Regions from separate parts of the Sus scrofa genome. Here region 2 is linked to region 1. The links are chromatin contacts, called in public HiChIP or PLAC-seq maps. All regions are on one chromosome and are shown on one strand. The core of a region is the stretch at or near the end of the contact, and the rest is flanking DNA. Distances in the headings are between cores, read along the strand shown.

Region 1 (7,257 bases), core at 3,937-6,436:
AGGAGAAATTACAATGAAGACTGCGGAAATACAAAGTATTGTAAGAGACGACCGTGAATAGCTAGCCACCAACAAACAAATTGAACAACCTAGAAGAAATGGATAAATTCTTAGAACTGTACAACCTTCCAAGACTGAATCATGAAGAAATGAAAAATCCAAATAGATCAATCACTAGTAAGGAGATTGAAACAGTAATCAAAACCTTCCCCAAAACAAAATTCCAGGATCAGACAGCCTCATTGGGAAATTCTACTAAACATTCAAAGAACACTTAATACCTGTTCTTCTCGGACTCTTCCAGAAAATTAAAGGGGAAGAAACACTTCCTAACTCATTTTGTGAGGCCAGCATTACCCTGATGCCGAAACCAGACAAGGACAACACACACAAAAAATTTCAGGCCAGTATTTCTGATGACATATATGAAAAAAATCCTCAGCAAAATATTAGCAACCAAATTAAATTTGTGCAGACACTATGGAAAACAGTATGGAGGTTCCTCAAAAAATTAAGAATGGAACTGCCATATGATCCAGTTATTCCACTTCTGGGTATTATTCAAAGAATGTGAAAACACTAATTTTAAAAGATACATGCACCCCTATCCCTGTGTTCATTGCAGCATTATTTACAATAGCCACGATATGGAAACAACCTAAATGCCCATCAATTGATGACTGGATAAAGAAGATATGGTGTATATATATATACAAGGGAATTTTACTCAGCCACAAAAAGATGACACTTTGCCATTTGTGATAACATGGATGGACCTTGAGGATACTATATTTATTATGTGAAGTCAGACAAAGACAATAATATTTCATTCATATGTGGAATCTAAAAAATAAATGAAGAGTGATAATAAAACAGAAACAGACTAACAGATACAGAGAACAAACTAGTGGTTGGTTACCAGAGGGGAGAGGAGTAGGGAGAGGGGAGGACAGGTGAAGGTGACCAAGAGGTACAAACTACTGGGTATAAAATAAATAAAATACAAGGATATAATGTACAACACAGAGAATGTTGTCAGTGTTTTACAATAACTTTGAATGGAGTATAATCCATAAAAATATTAATTACCCTGTTGTACATTTGAAACATATAATATTGTAAGTCAACTATATGTCATCAAAATTTTTTAAGTATATAGGAGTTCCCATTGTGGCCCAGTGGTTAATGAATCTGACTAGGAACCATGAGGTTGTGGGTTTGATCCCTGGCCTTGCTCAGTGGGTTAAGGATCCTGCATTGCTGTGGCTCTGGCATAGGCTGGTGGCTATGGCTCCAATTAGACCCCTAGCCTGGGAATCTCCATATGCCGCAGGAGTGGCCCCAGAAAAGGCAAAAAAAAAAAAAAAAAATTTTTTTAAGTATATAGAAACTATGCACTATGACTGTATTGATGTCTAAAAGTAATTTGTAATTTGTAATACAGTTTACAAAACAAAACATTACAGTGTTGGCATAAGAACAGACATAGAACCTAGTGGAAGAGACTAGAGAGCCCAGGAATAAACACTTGTGTACTTGGGCATTGATGTTCAACAAAGGCTTCCATTCAATGGGAAAAGAAAAGTCTTTTTCAAGAAATGGTGTTGGGTCCTTGACTTCAAAATGTACTACAAAGCTACAGTAATCCAAACAGTATGCTACTGGCAGAAAACAGAATGGAAAGCCCAGGAATAAACCTAGAAATAAATATAGTGAATTAGTTTACAACAAAGGAGAAAAGACAACCTCTTCAATAAATGGTGTTGGGAAAACTAGACGGCTACATCCAAAAATTAAACTGGACTACTTTCTCATCTCATATAGAAAAATAAACTCATTCCTGGATCCTGTCTGCTCTGACTTCTTTTATGGTCAAGGATGTTTGCCATCACTTGGCACAGTTGATGAGGCACATGGAGAAATACTGTGACTCCAAGAAAATTAGGTGTAGAATAAGTACAATTCATTATTAGGGAAGGTGTGAGATTTAAAATGAAATTTAGGAGTACCCCTTGTGACTCAGCAGAAACGAATCTGACTAGTATTCATGAGGATGCAGGTTCAATCCCTGTCCTTGATCTGTGGGTTAAGGATCCAGCGTTGCTGTGAGCTGTGGTGTAGGTCGCAGATGTGGCTCAGATCTGGCATTGCTGTAGCTGTGGCATAGGCTGGCAGCTGTAGCTCCCATTAGACCCCTAGCCTGGGAACCTCCATATACCACAGGTTTGGCCCTAAAAAGACAAAAAAATAAAACAAATTAAGAAAAAGTTAAATTAAATTAAGTTTACTTTAAACTTTCTACAGTACTCTTTGATTTAATTATAATATTTATAATCTGCCTATATAAAGAAGTAAATAGCTTAAACTATTGGTTAAAGATGACATATGAGATAAATATGAAAATTAATTACCAAGATAGAGTCCATATCTTTGCACATATGAAAAATTTATGAAATACATATTAAAATATTTATGAATAAAATTATTTGCTCTCTGAAATTTATTTCAAAATAACCTGTAGGAAAGAGGGAGTAAAGGGGAGCATCAGTGAAACAACAGTTGACCACTAGTTGAGATCAGCACATAGGCTTCATCATACTGTTCTATTTGTGAAATGTTTGGAAATTTCCATAGTAGCAAGAAAAAGGGAACAAGATGACATACATTTGAGGACTTCTATTTTCAGCAGTATTGCAGAGTTAAAGGCCCTGAAACGACCAGCTACATAAAATCTTTTTTTTTTTTTTTTTTGTCTTTTTGCCATTTCTTAGGCCGCTCCCGCGGCATATAGAAGTTCCCAGGCTAGGGGTCGAATCGGAGCTGTAGCCACTGGCCTACGCCAGAGCCACAGCAGCTCGGGATCCGAGCCACATCTGCAACCTACACCACAGCTCACAGCAACGCCGGATCATTAACCCACTGAGCAAGGGCAGGGACCGAACCCGCAACCTCATGGTTCCTAGTCGGATTCGTTAACCACTGTGCCACGACGGGAACTCCCCAGCTACATAAAATCTAAAGATGCTTGATAAAATATTAAAACCACTCAAATGATTGGATGAGTTCCCTAAGGTCAGAATGGAGTAGAGACTAGGCAGGTAAACTAAGTTGTCTTTTGTTTGTTTGTTTTGTCTTTTTAGGGCCACATCTGCGGCATATGTAAGTTCTCAGGCCATGGGTAGAATCGGAGCTACAGCTGCCAGCCACAGCCACAGCAACTTGGGATCCAAGCCACCTCTGCCACCTGCACCGCAGCTCACGGCAACACTGGATCCTTAACCCACCGAGTGAGGCCAGGGATTGAACCTGCATCCTCCTGGATACTAGTCAGAATTGTTTCCACTGAGCCGTGATGGGAACTCCCAGGTAAACTAAGTTTTAAAGCCTTGGGTTTCCTGAGACTTGCAGTCTTCTTTGTTGAGACTCTGAATTGCATTGCAGAGGGGATGAGGACAAAGCCTGAGCTCACGTAAAAGAGAAACATAATGCCCAGGCCCAGGAGAGGTACACGCTCAGAAAGGACAGACTGGACAGGAAACCCACCCTGCAAAGGTGAACCACAAGAACACAGTTTTTCTTGGGCTGGGCTATGAATGAAGACATTTTAAAGGAGGAAAAAAATGTGTTGCCCTGAGAAATTGTAGCCACTGGCCAGATCTGTAGTTTGGAACCAAGTCCACATTCTTTCCATGGTCCAAAAACACAAGCCTGTAATTTAAGGAGTACCAGGACAGGTTGGAGTTCCCACCCTGGGGCAGTGGGTTAAGAATCCAACTGCAGCAGCTTGCATCACTACAGAGGTGTGGGTTCAATCCCTGGCCTGATGCAGCGGGTTAAGGATCCTGCATTGCTGCAGCTGTGGTGTATGTAGGTTGCCAGTATGGCTTGGATTCAATTCCTGGCCCAAGAACTTCCATATGTGAGGGTAAAGCCATTAAAAAAAAAAAAAAAAAAAAAAAAGAGTATCCCAAGTGTCTGAGAGAAGCGAAAACAGTCTTCCCCAAATGGGAACATACCCTCAACCAGGCCTCAATTCTAGACACAGCCAATAAAAAGTCACAAGGAAAAATTATAAAACAAAAATCAAGCAGAGAGTTCTGCTTTATAATTAATTATCAGAATTAAAATTAATTCTGCATGAGGTTTTTCCAGATTTAAAAAAGGCCTTGAGGAGTTCCCATCATGGCTCAGTGGTAATGAACTGGACTAGTATCCACGAGGATGTGGGTTTGATCCCTGGCCTCACTCAGTGGGTTAAGGATCCAGCGTTGTCATGAGCTGTGGTGTAGGATCCCATGTTGCTGTGGCGTAGGCTGGCAGCTGTAGCTCCAGTTCGACCCCTAGCCTGGGAACTTTGATATGCTGTGGTGCGGCCCTAAAAAGACAAAAATAAAAAATAAAAAAATGAAACAAGCATTGAAAACATGAGTGAGAATAGGAGACTGTCTAATGATCAGGTCAATTCGAAGAACAAAATATTACTTTGAGGAATTAAAAAAAAACCAACCTTACTGAAATTAAGAATTCCAGTGTATAGAAAGTTAAATGAAAAATTAATTTAACTGCATGGAGAATTAGTGACCTGGAAGATAAATGTGAGCAAATTATCCCAGGTGTAGTTTGGGGTGGGGGGATGTAGAAGAATGTGAGGAAGATTAAGAGGAGGAGAAGGAAGACCCATCAGACTGTATATGTGTCTCCCTGGTTCCCGCGGACAGAGCAGTCCATTGGCTAAATCCCTAGCCAGAGCTTAGCAGCACTTTTTTTTTTTATGAACGTGATTTATTTCATGATCAATCTTACAAATTGCTGAGGTTAGCAAGGCCAGGATTGTAGCTTGAATCTCACACATTCTGTTAAGGAACAGCCTGATTTGGGAAGCCCTGTTGTTGAGCAGAGAGCAGTGGACGAGGAGCCCCGGGTTATCCAGCAGTTATCCAGAGGCAGCAGGTGAGAGCAGGTCTTTCACAGGCAGAGGGCCACTTCAGTGGCTCCCAGTGTCCACTGCGCCCCTTTAGGGAGGCACAGAAGTCCCTAGAGGCACCAGGGAGGCACGATGAGCTGGAGACTGGGGCGGGGGGCATCACCACCCAGGTGCTGTGACTCTGCCTCATCATCCCCATCCATATACCCTAGGCAGAGCTGGCAGCACTTTCTCCCACTAACTCCACCCTTTATAAGTGGGCAGCCCCATCCCTGGGGCTTGAGTTCCCTTTATTTAACCACATTCCTTATCACTATTACTTGTTTCTAGACTCAAGGCCTTCAACCCAGAAACCTAGTCATTCTTACTATTGTGAGTTTCTTTCATGGAGGTATTTATCATGGTTTTGCAGTTGCGTAGATTTTCTTGCTTTTCTTCTTTTATTTGGATCCATTGTGGCTGAGGGGCGATTTTGAAGGTGAACACATTCATTCTACATTCTCTCTTTAAAGAATTTTTTAAAGCAGATTTTACAAGAAATAATAGTGTCATTATTTCTTCTTTCTTTTTCTTTCTTTCTTTCTTTCTTTCTTTCTTTCTCTCTCTCTCTCTCTCTCTTTCTTTCTTTCTTTCTTTCTTTTCTTCCTTTCCTTTTTAGGGCCACACCTCTGGCATATGGAGGTTCCCAGGCTACGGGTCTAATGGGAGCTACAGCTGCCAGCCTATACCACAGCCACAGCAACGCCAGATCTGAGCACATCTGCGATCTATACTCCAGCTCATGGCAATGCCAGATCCTTAACCCACTAGACGAGACCAGGGATGGAACCCGAAGCCTCATGGTTCCTAGTCAGATTTGCTTCCGATGTGCCATGACGGGAACTCCCATTATTTCTTATTTCATCAGCACTAATGTAAACAGCCAAAATAAGGCCATAAGTTGTTTATTGTCTGTATGACCGTGAGCAAGTTGCAGTTTCATCCTCCGCAAGACAGCAATTTTAATAGAACCCACCTAAGGGCATTGTTGTGAAGATTAAATGAGGTTTTAAAAAACCCGTAAAACCTAAAGGCTCTTAGAACACTGCCTGGCAAGTAGCAAGTACTCGATAAATATTAACTGTTATTATGGGTATTGGGTAAAAATTGAGGTTCCCTTATGTTTTCCAAATGTACATTATTTTTTAATCTTTATTCAACCCTGTGACATAGGTGTTATCACCCTTAATTTGAGGTAAGAAATTGAGGCACCCATGAGTCAAATAGCAAAAACTGTAGGTTGGGCGAATCTTGGGTACGTCTAGACTGGATGTTGGTTTTGTTACGTATTGAATAATGAATGTGTGTTTTTAATATGGGTGATGACATAGGGAAAACGAAAATATAATTCTGGGTGAGGCTGTACATGCTTGGCTTTGTTGACATCGTCTCATATATTAAGCCTGACAGAAGTGAAAAAAATTTGAAGACATCTTATAATGAATCACATGTCATTGAGCGCTATTACACTTTAACTCCAGCTCCCATGAATAAACGTTTATCCCTACAGACCATAAAATGTTTATAGTAGTCAGTAATGTATCATATGAAAGAGGTCAGTCTCGATAAAACCCTCTTCCATTTTTACAACATAGCAGATACAGGTAAGGGTGGATAAGCCCCTGAATTACATAAGATAAACTCAGTTTTACTATTTGGACAATAAACATTTCTCAGTTATCTGCTGTGTTCAAGGCCTTGAGCGAGGCAATATTTAAGAAACACACTGAGGACAAGGACATACTTTCTACCCTAGTAATTCTCATTCATGGCCCACAAGGCGTTCAGCTTCTCAGGTTTGTGACCTTGAAAGTCAGCTCTGTCCTTTGTCTCACACTTTCAATGTTCTGTCTGATACCAGGACTGCAAATTCTTCCTTTACCATATTCCTTTCGTGTCCCTTTTCTCACCAATTTCTTCCACTGCTGCTCTAGTTCAGTCTTTACTTTTTTCATTTCAAGATTGGCCCATCCCCCATCCATTCTATATATAAACAGACCAATCTTTCTAAAACACCTGTTGACAATGTCATCCCCCTACACTAAACTTTTAATGGTTTCTCACTCTCAAGATCAAGCTACATTCCTTGGTTTAGCATTCAAGACTTCCTCATTCTGCCGGTGTTTTACTGAGAATACACAGCCTTTGATCTGTTTCTTGGTGAAGAGGTTCCATAAACACTGTGCTACACATATTTTGCAATGATGAAACCTAATTAATAAACTTATTTTAATCTAGCATGCTCCCATCTCTCTTCTCCACATAACACGTATCCATAAAGTCATTTGTTTAAG
Region 2 (7,214 bases), core at 1,554-4,053, 91 kb after region 1:
GCTTTTAGGGCTGCACCCACGCGGCATATGGAGGTTCCTGGGCTAGGGGTCGAATCGGAGCCGTAGCCACTGGCCTACGTCACAGCCACAGCCACAGCCACGCCAGATCTGAGCCGAATCTGCAGCCTACACCAGAGTTCATGGCCTCACCAGCAGCACCAGATCCTTAACCCACTGGGCGAGGCCGGGGACTCAAACCCACCTCCTCATGGATCCTAGTTGGGTTCCTTCAGCAATGAGCCACGAAGGGCACCCCTGATCTTCTTAGCCTTGAATTTCTGCCCAGTCCTAAAAGATGGCATGGTGTTGGCTCTAAGGAAGTATTACTGACTTCTTACCACACATGCTGTCATTGTCCCATCTCAGTGCTGCTGCCTTTTAAGTCTTAATGCCAAGAGACCTACGTTGAGGAGGAGTCCGCAACAGCGGTCAGCAGAGTGGACTCCTGCCTTAAGCTGGCATTCCAGTACTGACACATCTGAAGAGGTGTCCCCCGCAGGCAGATGCTCAGGGAGATACAAGGTTTAATCAGCTAAGGCAGGAGAGGGCAGACCTCTTTTCCAAAGGGTCAGAGAGTAAATACTTGAGGCTTTGCATGTCATGTGGTCTTTGTTTCAAGTAGTCGCTTCTGCCGTTGTGGCAAGAACGCAGCCGTAAATAATTGATTAAAAAGTGAACATAGCTGTGTTCCGATGAAACTTTATTCATGGATGCTGCAATATGAATTTCATGTGGCAAGCAACATTACTCTTCTCTCTTTCTTCCCAACCGTTAAAAGAATACTTAAAAATTGTTTTTACCTCATGTACTGAACAGAAATAGGCCTGGGGGCCATAGCTTACTGGCTTCAGGTTTAGCGTCTTTTAATATTTTTAATTTTGCTAGTGTGTCTTTTACTTCTTTGAGTGTTGGAATGTGGAGCTATTAAAATCTTTTATGGCTTCGTGTTGATCAATCTTGGGTAGGTCATCTTACACAAGATGGGAAACGCTGTCATATCTCTTGGGGATTCATTGTTCCCATAAGCATAGTTGACCATTTGACCATGGATTCATTTTTTCAAAGGCAGTCATAACCATCCCTCAGAATTCATCTTGATAAATGTTTTTTGTTTGTTTATTTGTTTGCTTTTATGGCTGACCCTGCGGCATCTGGAGCTTCTTGGGCTAGGTGTCTATTTGGAGCTGCAGCTGCCGGCCTACACCACAGCCACAGCAACGCTGGATCCTTAATCCACTGAGCGAGGCCAGGGATCGAACCCGCAACCTCATGGTTCTTAGTGGGATTTGTTTCAGCTGCAGCATGACGGGAGCGCCGAGAAATGTTGATAAAGACATTAGAACAAAGATGGAATGACATATTTGGGAAATTTCTTTTTGTCCCCTCTATTCAGAGAAGCCAGCTGTGCAGTACTCACAGAAGAGTCTCCTTGCTCCATTGAGCAATCTTTAGTTTCCCCGTTTATTTTCTTTTCCTCAGTACAAGAAGATGCACCTTATGAAAACAACAAAATTGTGAGATTAATCATTTTGTCATAATGTTTGAAAACTTTGGAAATATTTTTTGAACTTTGAAACCTTTAGGAAACTTCCTAAGGTAAAACTGACAGTCTTTTAATGTAAGTTATTAAGTTTGAGCACAAAAGAAACAAAGCTTATGGAGTGGCCAATGTTCAAGTCTGAACATTCAGAGTTATGCGGTGTGAAAGTATAGGCTTGTATAGGTGAGCTTGCCCACATGCTGATGGGGTCGTTTTTATTTATTTGGAAGCTTGGTCTGTTGACATGAAGTATATAGTATATGTGGAAGGTAATTAAAACATGCCAGGGTGAAAACTCTTCATTCCAAATTTCTGACTGTCTTTTTAGCAAGGCAATTTTTAAGGACATCTCAAATCATATTCTTTTTTCTTTTTATTTTTTCTATGGCCTCACTCACGCGGCATATGGAGGTTCCCAGGCTAGGGATCAAATCAGAGCTACAGCTGCTGACCTACACCATAGCTCATGGCAACGCCGGATCCTTAACCCACTGAGCAAGGCCAGGGATCAAACGTGCAACTCATGGTTCCTAGTTGGATTCATTGACCACTGAGCCACATGGGAACTCCTCAAATCGTATTGTTTACAGACGCTGGTCTTCACAAAGAGTCTTGGCAGATCAGGATCCTGTTTTCCAATTTTGTTGGCTTCCAGCCAAAGTGTCTTGACAACTTACTTCAAACCTTGATGCCACTGCACTATGCAGTACTGACTTTTTAAAAAATTTATTTATTTTTCACATTGAAGGTTCCAGGGAACCTTGGTGGAATAGTTTATTTTCTTTAGATTATCATTTCTTATATTTTTAGTACATTTAATAAAATTTAATTAAAAAGTACAATAAGTAGAAGTTCCCGTTGTGGCTCAGGGGAAACAAATCTGACTAGGAACCATGAGGTTGCAGGGTTAATCCCTTGGGTTAAGGATCCGGCATTGCTGTGAGCTGTAGTGTAGGCCAGCAGCTGTAGTTCCGATTTACCCCGTAGCCTGGGAACTTCCATATGCAGTTGTGGAGGCCCTAAAAGGAAAAAGAAAAAGAAAAGTACAATAAGTAGAATTTTCTTCAATCAATTATAGCATAACCCTTAACACTCTGCATAACCCTTAGCATTTTGCCCCTGGAAGTGAAGTGTCCTTAAGGAACATTTTATCAAACTTAAAAATGACAGTGATGTTTATCCAGGCTCTTAGGCGTCGTCAAACAGACTGAGTGAGTAAAGGTAGGTAGGAGTGGCTAGGAATTGGCCCCTCAGTGTTGCTGTGGCTGGTAGGCTTTCTGGGCTGAGGTTGCCCAAGAAGCAGTGGCAGGAGGGTGAGTAAGGGAAGCCCCTGAGTGCCCTTAGAGACAGCTCTGTGAATGCTTTGGTGACAGTGCACTTTTCCAGAGCAGACATGAACTCTCCCCAGGTCAGATGGGCGTACCCCAGCTTACCCTACTTCCTTATTATGCACAATTTCATTGTTGGAATTTTTATGTGTGTTTTTAAGATTTTTATTTAATTTTCATGTTAAGAGTAAAGATATCTTGTTTTTACTGGAGTCTCTTGAACTGTCAGACTCTGCATGTTCACTAGGACAAAGGTTGAGAGTTCAGGCCAGAACTCTTACCACTTGGGTTTTATTTTACCCCTAAACTACCTTGCTAGGTACTTGCATTGTTCTGCATGTTACACGGCATTCCCAGGCCCAGTAGCCTGAACTGGACCGTGAACTGGCAGTGCCTGGAAAACCTGGGAGGAATCTTTAGCTTTTCTGCTTTGTTCTCCTGTTAGTCTCCCCAGCACACAGGTAATTATTTTTTTATTATTTTTTTTTAGGGCCACACCTGAGAAATATAGAAGTTCCCAGGCTAGGGATTGAATTGGAGCTACAGGTCCTGGCCACAGCCACAGCCATAGCCACACTGGATCCAAGCCACTTCTGCAACCTTTGCTGCAGCTTATGGCAACACTGGATCCTTAACCCACTGAGCAGGGTAGGGATTAAACCCGCATCCTTATGGACACTAGTCCAGTTCATAACCTTCTGCGGCACAGCGGAAACGTCTGTAATACTTTTATTTTAATTTAAAAAGCAGTCTCATAACACACATTATTTTATATTTTTGCCCAAGAACTACGGCCAAGCCATTTAAGATATCTATATCAACGGAGAGATTTATTATGTAGCCAGATGTATTTTAGTAATAAATATCTTAAGTTTTTACCTTTAATTGAAAACATTTTTTTTCTTTTTGAAAAGATAATTGTGACGATCATCCTGGGCCTGGTTATAGGTGCCATTTTCTATGATCTGAAAAATGATCCCTCAGGAATCCAGAACAGGTAAGTCAATTTAGATCTTGATTTTGAGAAGGTTCTATTACTTTGTTTTCAAGCTTAAGGAAATCCATTACAAATTTGAATTTGAGACAAGCACCGGGTAAACTGCAGATAAGTCAGCGAATAGAAAGTTGGATGGAAGAGTTAATTTTCACATTCACACACACACACACACACACACAAACACACACACACACACACACACACACATATATACAGTAGTAAAATACAGAGAACATAAAGTTTACCCCGTTGACCAGGTTCGAGTACAGTTCAGTGGCATTAATCACATTCACATTATGATGCAGCTGTAAAAACCTCGGCCTCCGACCCCAGAATTTTTTTCATCTTCCAGACTGAATGTCTGTACCCATCAAACAGCAGTCGTGCCCTCCACCTTTGACCAGCCCCTGGAAACCGCCACTGTCTTCCGTCTCTGATGCTGACTGTTCTCGGTACCTCGTATCAGTGGCATCAGAGCATTTGTTCTTTGGTGACTGGCTGTGTCCCTTAGCATCATCCGTGTTGCAGCATGTGTCAGAATTTCTTTCTTTTTAAAGGCTGCGTAATACTCCACGGTATGGCCACACCACCTTGGGTGTCTCAGTTTATCTGTCCACGGACACCTGGGTCGTTTCCGCCTGTTGGCTGTTACCAACAGTGCTGCTATGAACATGAGTGTACGAGCAAAAATCGGGTTGCGTCTCTGCTTTAAATTCTTTTGAATTATACCCAGACGTGGAATGTTTGGATCATTTGGTACTTCTGTTAATTTTGCGAGGACCTGCCATGTTGCCTTCAGCAGCAGCTGTACCGTCATGCATTTCTGCCAGCAGTGCCCAGGGTTTCAGGTTCTCTCCAGCCTCACCAATACGTGTTGGTTTTTGTTGTTGTTGTTGTTGTTTTTTGGTTTTTTGTTTTTTTGTTTTTCCCTATGTAATAGCCATCTCTCCTTGTGGTTTTGATTTGCATTTCTCTAATGATTATTGTATTATTTTTTGTTTTTTTTTTGTCTTTTGTTTTTTTCCTGCTCTTTTGGGCCACACCTGTGACATACAGAAGTTCCCCGGCTAGGGGTCGAATTGGAGCTGCAGGTGCTGGCCTCCATCACAGGCACAGCAACTCAGGATCTGAGCCGTGTCTGTAACCTACACCACCGCTTGTGGCAATGCCAGATCCTTAACCCACTGAACAAGGCCAGGGATCAAACCGACATCCCCATGGATCCTAGTCATGTTCGTTTCCACCGAGCCACAATGGGAACTCAGATTTGGTGCCTTCTTGCATGTCCTTGCTGGCAGAGAGAGAGCTCTCTTACCTCTCTTTTCTTGTCTTTGAAGGGCCCTAATCCGTTGTGGGGGCCCCACCCTCATGACCTGGTCCAGACCTCACAACCTCCCAAAGTCTCTGTCTCTGAGGGCCATTGCATTGAGAGTTAGGGTGTCCACACAGGAATTTCAGGAGAATGCAGTTCAAACCATAGCGAACCAGGACCTTGAATTTCCAAGTGTGCTACGTGGAGTCCCAGGGGTCCCACTCTGGAGACACCAGTGGAGAGAAACCTGATGGGCTCATACAGCCCCCTCTGATTGAACCAGAGCAGTAGTTTGTTTACTGTGTTCAGATGGCATTTGTTGGGGGGGGGGTTGCAGGTAGAAAAATATCTAAGCCTGTTTGTCTGCATTGCTTTTTTCCCTTCCTCTCACTGCAGAGCCGGAGTGCTCTTCTTCCTGACAACCAACCAGTGTTTCAGCAGCGTCTCGGCCGTGGAGCTCCTTGTGGTGGAGAAGAAACTCTTTATGTGAGTGGGTCTCTGTTCCTGGAAGGGGCTGTTGGTCAGCCGGGGCCCATCCAGAATCAGGCCTTGGTTTGGCTCCTGGGGATGACTGGTGTGGCCTGAGGCAGAGCAGCCAAGGGCGGGGGGTGGGTGTGGGGGGAATCCGGAGCACACTGGGGCCTGATGGGAAGGGAAAAAGGAGTGTGAAGATGAGGACACAGCCCCCAAATGCAAGTGCTGCCGAGGAGGCAGGCGCTAAAGAGGGTGAAGAGGACCTTTTGCTCTTAGCAAGGAAGAAGGCTTGGTAGAGGGAGGGCTTGGTCGAGGGAGGGTCATGGGTTGAACAGTGAATTCAAGGTGAGGAGGTAAAGCTGACCAAGAATGTAGAATGAGCCCGCTCTCAATGCCAAGAGGACTGGAAGGAGCCACAGGGCAGCCCTGACCTGAGGTGGGCTGGGCTGGTTCTTGCATAATTCCATGCAAATGAAGCTGTTGGAGGAATAGTTTGGAATTACAGGAGGAAGATCTCAGGAGAAGAGGGGTCTCAAACTTTGGAGAGGAGAAAATAGGCCTGGATAGCCAGCAGGGGTGTAGGGTTGGGAGGCGTGAAGGGTTGGCAGGCGTGATCGTGGGCAGAAGTGCCGTTTTCTTGTCTTTATCCTGAGAGTGGAAGAAGTAAGAAGAGGTTAGGGATCCAAAGCTGCATTTGAGGTTGGAGAATAAGCACCTTCACTGGAAGGAGGGGGAGTTCCCGTTGTGGTTCATGGGTTGAGGACCCAGCATTTCTCTGGGAGGATGGGGGTTTGATCCCTGGTCTCGCCCAGTGGGTTAAGGATCTGGTGTTGTTCTGAGTGTGGCATAGGTCAGCAGCTGCAGGTCTGATTTGAGCCCTAGCCCGGGCACCGCCATGTGCTGCAGGTGTGGCCATAAAAGAAAAAGAAGAAGCAGGGAGAAAGAAAGGCCCTGTGGCCACTGAGATCCGCTCCTGCCGCGCTGGCCTTGGAGGAGAGCCCACGTGGGAGGAGAGGGAGGTGATGCAGACTGTGTGCCCGGAGTGGGCGCTCAGAGGGCAGACGGGAGGACTTCCAGAGGGGTCTGTAGTGAGGAGGACACAGGCCCTGGGGAATGAGGTCCCTCGGCCGCGCGTGCCTAAGTCGCGCCCGCTGCCGGCAGGGGTGAAGGTGGTGGGGTAACCTCGCAGCTGTGGGAGCTGTGCTTGTTCGACCCTTGGCAGCCGCAGACATCTGTGTAGCAGGTGGTTTAATCTTCTGCTCTGTGCCTTGTTACTAAGCTAACGTAGGGTGCATGATGTGGCTTTTTGGTTTTAGACATGAATATATCAGTGGATACTACAGAGTGTCATCTTATTTCTTCGGAAAACTGTTATCGGATTTACTACCCATGAGGATGTTACCAAGCATTATCTTTACTTGTATAACGTACTTCTTGTTAGGTAAGCAGTAAGACCAGAGGTATGTGTCTCTAGTCTTGGGTATGAGGGGGCTTTTCCTAAGCATGCTTTGATTCTCAAAACCATAAATGAACTCATGAGGTAAAGAAGCGTCTGTCATTATG

Evidence for each region. HiChIP or PLAC-seq counts read pairs in DNA pulled down with a chosen protein or histone mark.
Region 2: a contact with region 1 is called in an H3K27ac HiChIP or PLAC-seq map of alveolar macrophages. The contact joins two enhancer-like sites. A contact is called at or near these places in 1 of 5 promoter capture datasets (skeletal muscle) and 2 of 2 datasets of contacts at active chromatin or transcription factors (alveolar macrophages and skeletal muscle).

The regions. Positions count from the first base shown.
Region 1 is chr8:130,836,630-130,843,886 of Sscrofa11.1, forward strand. No RefSeq gene overlaps it. Among named protein-coding and RNA genes, the nearest start is that of ABCG2, 13 kb to the right of the region's middle. Within about 2 kb of position 5,187, at least 3 of the 83 cell types and tissues checked have an H3K27ac peak or open chromatin away from gene starts, as enhancers often do. A contact at or near this core is called in alveolar macrophages, where this site is marked.
Region 2 is chr8:130,930,493-130,937,706 of Sscrofa11.1, forward strand. ABCG2 (ATP-binding cassette, sub-family G (WHITE), member 2) reads left to right here. Exons shown (of 17, transcript NM_214010.1): 10 at 3,783-3,865; 11 at 5,574-5,663; 12 at 6,968-7,092. Among named protein-coding and RNA genes, the nearest start is that of ABCG2, 81 kb to the left of the region's middle. Within about 2 kb of position 2,804, at least 5 of the 83 cell types and tissues checked have an H3K27ac peak or open chromatin away from gene starts, as enhancers often do. A contact at or near this core is called in alveolar macrophages, where this site is marked.